Regions from separate parts of the Oryctolagus cuniculus genome. Here region 2 is linked to region 1. A link is a contact called in public Hi-C data. All regions are on one chromosome and are shown on one strand. Each heading gives the region's core, a stretch centred on a gene start, on an enhancer-like site or on the middle of the called end of the contact. The rest is flanking DNA. Distances are from core to core; before and after follow the strand shown.

The links. Hi-C and Micro-C count contacts between places; a contact is called where the count stands out from the background.
Region 2: a Hi-C map of an unstated tissue shows a contact between it and region 1, with 2.0 times the contacts expected there. The contact joins the promoter of ARF6 here to the enhancer-like site in region 1. A contact is called at or near these places in 4 of 6 Hi-C or Micro-C datasets (embryonic fibroblasts, liver, skin fibroblasts and 1 more).

What each region holds. Positions count from the first base shown.
Region 1 is chr12:26,020,428-26,023,513 of mOryCun1.1, reverse strand. No RefSeq gene overlaps it. Among named protein-coding and RNA genes, the nearest start is that of VCPKMT, 22 kb to the right of the region's middle. Within about 2 kb of position 1,688, at least 3 of the 8 cell types and tissues checked have an H3K27ac peak or open chromatin away from gene starts, as enhancers often do.
Region 2 is chr12:26,199,663-26,202,748 of mOryCun1.1, reverse strand. ARF6 (ARF GTPase 6) reads left to right here and starts at 1,404. Exons shown (of 1, transcript XM_051822816.2): 1 at 1,404-3,086. The coding sequence starts at 1,684. The coding sequence ends at 2,211.

The DNA of each region.
Region 1 (3,086 bases), core at 439-2,938:
TTTCAGTTCAAACATGAAAATATATGTGTGTGTGTGTGTGAATATATATACATATATATGTGTGTGTATATATATTTTTTTTTTTTTAAAAAAGAGACATCTGGGGCTGGCACTGTGGCATAGTGGGTAAAGCTGAAGCCTGCAATGCTGGCATCCCATATGGTCACTGGTTCAAGTTCCAGCTGCTCCACTTCCGATCCAGCACCCTGCTAAGCGCCTGGGACAGCAGCGAAAGGTGGTCCAAGTGCTTGAACCCCTGCAGCCATGTGGGAGAAGAGGCTCCTGGCTCTGGATCAGCTCAGCTCTGGCCACTGTGGCCATCTGGGGAGTGAACCAGTGGATGGAACTCACTCACTCTTTCTTTCTCTCTCTCTCTGCTTCAGCCTTTCTGTAACTCTGCCTTTCAAATAAATAAATCTTAAACAAACAAAAAAAGGGAGACACGTGGAGAGGCGCTGGAGTCTAGGTTAATGGCCTTCCTCCTTCCCCAGCCCTGTGCCTAGATGAGTATAAATAAATCCCAGGAAAATCAGAGCAAGGCGTGAGGGCTGTCCCCACGGGCTGCAGTTGGGGGTTTACGTAAGTGTGCTAGGTTGCTGGGACCCCGTCTTGTTGAAGATGAGCAGTGTTCCTGGAGAGGAAAGGTATCCGTAGACAGGCGCCTCATCCAAGGGACGGCTCAGTGGCGTGGGTCGGCACAGGGCACGTGGGACTGTCCGAGTGGGTAAAGCCAGACGCCGGTGGTCGCTGCGCAGGCCGTTTCTGCGGCTGTAAACTGAGGGGGGTGCTCACAGATGGAGCACAGGCAGCAATCTCAGGGTGTTTCCCTGCACTCTCTCCTCATCTTCAGGAACCTTCTGGGCCACGCCCTCCCAGGCAGCCGCCCAACTTCCTCCCTCTGAGCTAGCACAGCAGAGAGGAAATGTCGTGGGCCGTGGGTCGCTGCGGCTGAGCTGCAGGCTCGGGGTGGGGGGAGGAGCCTGTCCTATGGGCTAGGGTCCCTGGGGCTTTGGTGCCCTGGACGCCCAGTGTCCAGGGCCTGGCTTCAGCCTCTGTAGCACAACTTATCATGGGGCTGGGCTGCTGTTAGGCCCCTGAGCTTTGGCAAACCCAAGGTGCACTTATAGTCTGTGTAAGAAGACCCACAACCCGAAGTCCTTTCAGGGACAATGAAATAAAACAAGGTATTGGGCTGAGAAGTGCTTCATCTGATAGGCTGGAGGAGTCAAAGGAAAAACATCTGTAAACCACGTCCCGCTCCAGGCCCTAGTAATAAGCATGATAACAAGTATTTATAAAATCTTGGGACACCATGAATGGTCAGTTCCTGCTCACTCCTAGGCACTGGCTCCCTAGCCAGGCAGCAAGCAGCCTCCTGGTATCCCCCGCACTGCTCACCGGGCCTGGCCGGCTGAACATGAGTGAAGACAGAGGATGGCGCCCCGCCTCCGTCATCTGGGCTGAGAGTGATGGGGGAGATTGAAAAGATCCGGTCCAGGATCAACCAGGGTTTGAAAGGAAGACAGCCTGAGAGCGGGGGAGCTGGGCCCTAATCCACCTCCACCCCTCTCAGGGAAGCCCTTCCGCTCCCCGGTCAGCTCATTCAGACGGCACTGCGGGCAGAGACGCGCCCTCTGCAGAGCTGTTATCCGGCTACAGCACAGCGTGCTGGCTGAGAAGGGGAAAGAAAGAATCAAGCTTTTGTCAGCGGTGAGCACCACCAACCACGGGAACCCACACTTCCACCCAGCTCTCAAGTTGACATTTGGTTCTTACACCCATTTTCCTATTTCGGCATCCCAAGAACTCTGGGGGTGGACAGAAAAAAAGCGTCATCACCACCCCCACCACCCCAGACCAAGCAACCTGCCTAAGGACTCGCAGCAAGTCAACGGCAGAGGCGGGCGCTCGGCCCTCACCCTCTGGCTTCCGCTCTGGCTCAGGAAGTTTCCACCTAGTGGTGCCAAGGCAAACCTTCCACCAGGAGAGGCAGAGTGACCTGAGGGGATCCGCAGGGCCACTCTCCCACTCACAGTCACTATGTGGCACTGACCCTTTGGAACGATGCCCCAGGGACTCCTCGTGAGTCAGAGCAGAGGGAAATCCTCCATGGCTGGACAAGGGTCCCTGAGGAGTCAGGGGAAGCTAAACAGGCAGGACCCTGGACTCCCTCTTTGCAGAAGCCCAGCCTTCCTGCCAAGGACCTCAGGGAAATGCAGCAAACAAAGCCTTCGCTTTGGCTGCAGAGTAACTGTCACACTATTCAAGGCTACTGTGAAGTTTCATCTGTGCCCTCGAGACACTGGGAAGAAACAGAAACCCACAGATTCCACCAGCCTTTATGACTTAATTGCAAAGCCACTTAACAGCTTTCACCCTCCCTTACACACACACACACACACACACACCTCTTTCTCTCGCTCTCTTGCTCGCGCTCTCTCTCTCTGTCATTTCACAGGTCTGGACAGAGATCCTTCTCAAAATGCAAAGCTCAGAATTGGTAAGTGGCAGTATTAGCTTGCGTCTTACATGAGCCCTGATCAAATTAAACAAGATCACATACAACAGCACTCAGATCAGCTTTGACAGTCACAGGTCCATCCGTACTCAGCCACAACATTTAATCTGGTTTCCTACTTGATGGTAATTTAACTCTCCTGCAACTCCAGCCTATTATCTGTCAATCATCAAGGCTACCTTGACCAGTCTAGGACTCCACTGTGGGAACAGTAGGTCAGTCACTGCATTGTGTTTCTGGAGAGGTGAACTTGGAAAGTTATTCAAGGATAATCCTGGAGACTTCTGAGACTCATGGTCTTGTTTCAGAGTTTTTAATATAATATTTAAAATTTATTTAATTATTTTTCATTTTATTTCAAAGGTAGAGAGACAAAGAAATAGACAGAGAGATCTTCCATTCATCGGTTCACACCTCAAATACACTCAACAGCTAAGGCTGAATGAAGGTGAAGCCAGAAACCCCAAACTCAATCCAAGTCTCTCATCTGCTGCCTACCAGGGTGCACACTAGCAGGAAGCTGGAATCAGAACTGGAAGCAGGACTCGAACCCAGGCACTCCGATATG
Region 2 (3,086 bases), core at 155-2,654, 180 kb before region 1:
TTCTTAAATAAAAAAAATAAAAAAAAAAACAACTCAAGCGTATTTCCTGTTTTTTTTTTCCTCCCCTTATTTGATATTTACTTTAGCTTTCACTTTCTTTCAACTTTAGAGTAACCCTTCGATACAAAGATTTCCTTGGTCTTCCACCAACATGGTATTATTTCATCCTCCAAGCGGGGCGGAGTAAGCGAGGTCAGTTTACACAGGAGATCAGCGAACGAGGTTAAGTGGCCTCTCAGGTTCTACACCCTACGCTAAGGTGACTGCAGCACGGGTGGGTGGGTGGGTGAGCAGCTGCCGCTCCCATACTAAAAGGAAGTGACACTGGACTAAGAACAGTTCATCGCGTTCCAGAAAGCTCTTCACCGCCAGCTTTTACAAGAAACGTGAGCTGGTCCTGATGCAACACGGACAGGGCTCCAGTGTTCGAGAGAGGGGCTTCCGAGCAAACCCGAGCCCAGCCACGGCGCGCCACTGACTGGCGGGTTCAACACGAGCGCGCCGGCCTCCCATGCGTCTTCCAGGAAAACCCTGAACACCAGAGGCAACGATACCAAGGAGGGGGTCGGAGAAAAAGCTAAAAAGCGGCCAAGGCGTCCCCGGGAGACCCGGGGCGCGCGAAGTCCGCCGAACTTTCCGGGCCTGCAAGCGGCTCCGTGGGGGCGGCTCGTCCGGCGGCCCCGCCCTTGCGGAGGCTCCATTTCCCCACCTCCCCGGAGTATTTGCTCCCCGGACTGCGGGGGCGGGCAGAGGCGCGGAACGAAGGGGCCGCCGAGCGCGCAGACGCGGCGAGAGCGACAGGTGGGCGCGGGCCAGAGCCCGAGGCGCGCGGGCTCGGGCGGGCGGCACCCGCGAGCCCTCCGGGACGCCGTAGCCCCGCCCCCTCCGGCGCGTGGCGCCCGTGACGCTGGGCGCGCGGGCCGCTCTCCTTCCAGAGGTCGCTCTTGTCCGAACGGTCGGCCTGCGCTGCGCCTGCGTGGTCGGGAGGGGAAGTGAGGCGGTTTCTTGGGCGCCTTTTCCGGCAGCGGCAGCGGCAGAGCTGGGAGGAGGTGGCGGCGGCCGGAGCGAGCCCGTGCTCGGGGCGGCGGCTGGAGGTAACCCCCACCACCACCACCCGGCACCGACACCCGGGGGCCGAGCTGTTAAGGCGGGCGGCCTCGGCCTCCGCGCCCGCTCCCGTTCGGAGCTCCGGCGGTAACTCCCTTCTCCTTCTCTGTGTCTCCGCAGGCAGCGCGCTGAGTTCCCGCGAGGATCCATGACCTGACGGGACGCCGGCGCCGCGCTGCCTGACGGGTGGCCTGGGTCGGTGGCGAGCCCGGTAGTCGGCGGGCCGTCGGGCGGGCGGAGGAACGGGCACGGCGGCGGCGCTCGCGCGGCGCCTGCGGGGGGGAAGGGCAGTTCCGGGCCGGGCCGCGCCTCAGCAGGGCGGCGGCTCTCCGGGCGCAGACTCAGGGCCCCGGCGGCGGCGGCGGCTGGAGGAACCAAGTTGTGCGGGTCGGTGATGCCCGAGTGAGCGGCAGGCCCGGGCCTCTCGCCCCGTAGGAGGCGACTCCCACGCAGGCCGCACGGGCGCCCTCGCGGCAGGGAGGCTTCGTTTCGGTTTCGCGGCGGCGGCGGCGGCGTTGTTGGCTTGAGGGGGAACCGGGACACCTGAATGCCCCCGGCCCCGGCTCTTCCGTCGCGATGGGGAAGGTGCTATCCAAAATCTTCGGGAACAAGGAAATGCGGATCCTCATGTTGGGCCTGGACGCGGCCGGCAAGACCACAATCCTGTACAAGTTGAAGCTGGGCCAGTCGGTGACCACCATCCCCACCGTGGGCTTCAACGTGGAGACGGTGACTTACAAAAACGTCAAGTTCAACGTGTGGGATGTGGGAGGCCAGGACAAGATCCGGCCGCTCTGGCGGCACTACTACACCGGGACCCAGGGTCTGATCTTCGTGGTGGACTGCGCCGACCGCGACCGCATCGACGAGGCCCGCCAGGAGCTGCACCGCATTATCAATGACCGGGAGATGAGGGACGCCATAATCCTCATCTTCGCCAACAAGCAGGACCTGCCCGATGCCATGAAACCCCATGAGATCCAGGAGAAACTGGGCCTGACCCGGATTCGGGACAGGAACTGGTATGTGCAGCCCTCCTGTGCCACCTCAGGGGACGGACTCTATGAGGGGCTCACATGGTTAACCTCTAACTACAAGTCCTAATGAGCATTCTCCACCCAGCCCCCGGAAGGAGAGAAATCAAAAACCCATTCATAGGATTATCGCCACCATCACCTCTTTCAATCGCCACTTTCTCTTCTTTTGAATTTGAACTCTGGAGTTACAGTTCTACGGTTTAGGGAGGGGGGGTTGGGGTTTTTCTTTTTTTTTTGCTTTTTTTTTTTTTCTTTTCTTTATTCCGCTTTGCGTTAGGATGCTCTGATTTGACGTTTGACATGAACACAAAGTGCTAGGTGCTCTTGTTGACTTCCAGCAAATGGGGTGGGGGAAATACAGCAGTTCTTGGTAAAGTCCTTTATAATAATGGTTTGATTTTTTTATTTCTAGAGAATCTTTTTCCCCCCCAAATGTATGCTTTTTTCCTTTTTTTTTTATCCAGTTTCCTTATCACTTGCTGTAGATGGCTTATTTTGCATTCATGCAGACTATGTTGCAAGTCTGTTTCATCTAGTAAACTGAAAATTATTGCTTAATCAAACTGCCGTTTGTCTTTTATATTTAAGGCTCCCCCCCTTATGAATTCTAACTTAGTAATTTCAAATGTGACCTAAGACCAGTATAAGTAAACTTAGCCCACAGTGGCAAATAATGAGTAATATCATTGTAATATGTTCCAGTTGCACATCAGTATGTTAAACAGGTAATGTAAGAACTTATTTGAAATGTCAGCTATTAACTCCTAAGACATACATCATGCATGAGTAGGAATAAAACCCAGGGTCGTCATAACATAGCAAACTTAACACTGCAAAAAATATGAAAGTATAACCCGCCAAGGACATGAGGTTTTTTTTCACTGCAAAGTTAGCAACTTTTCCTTTTTTTAACATCAAAAATAGACTCCTTCCAGAAAATGG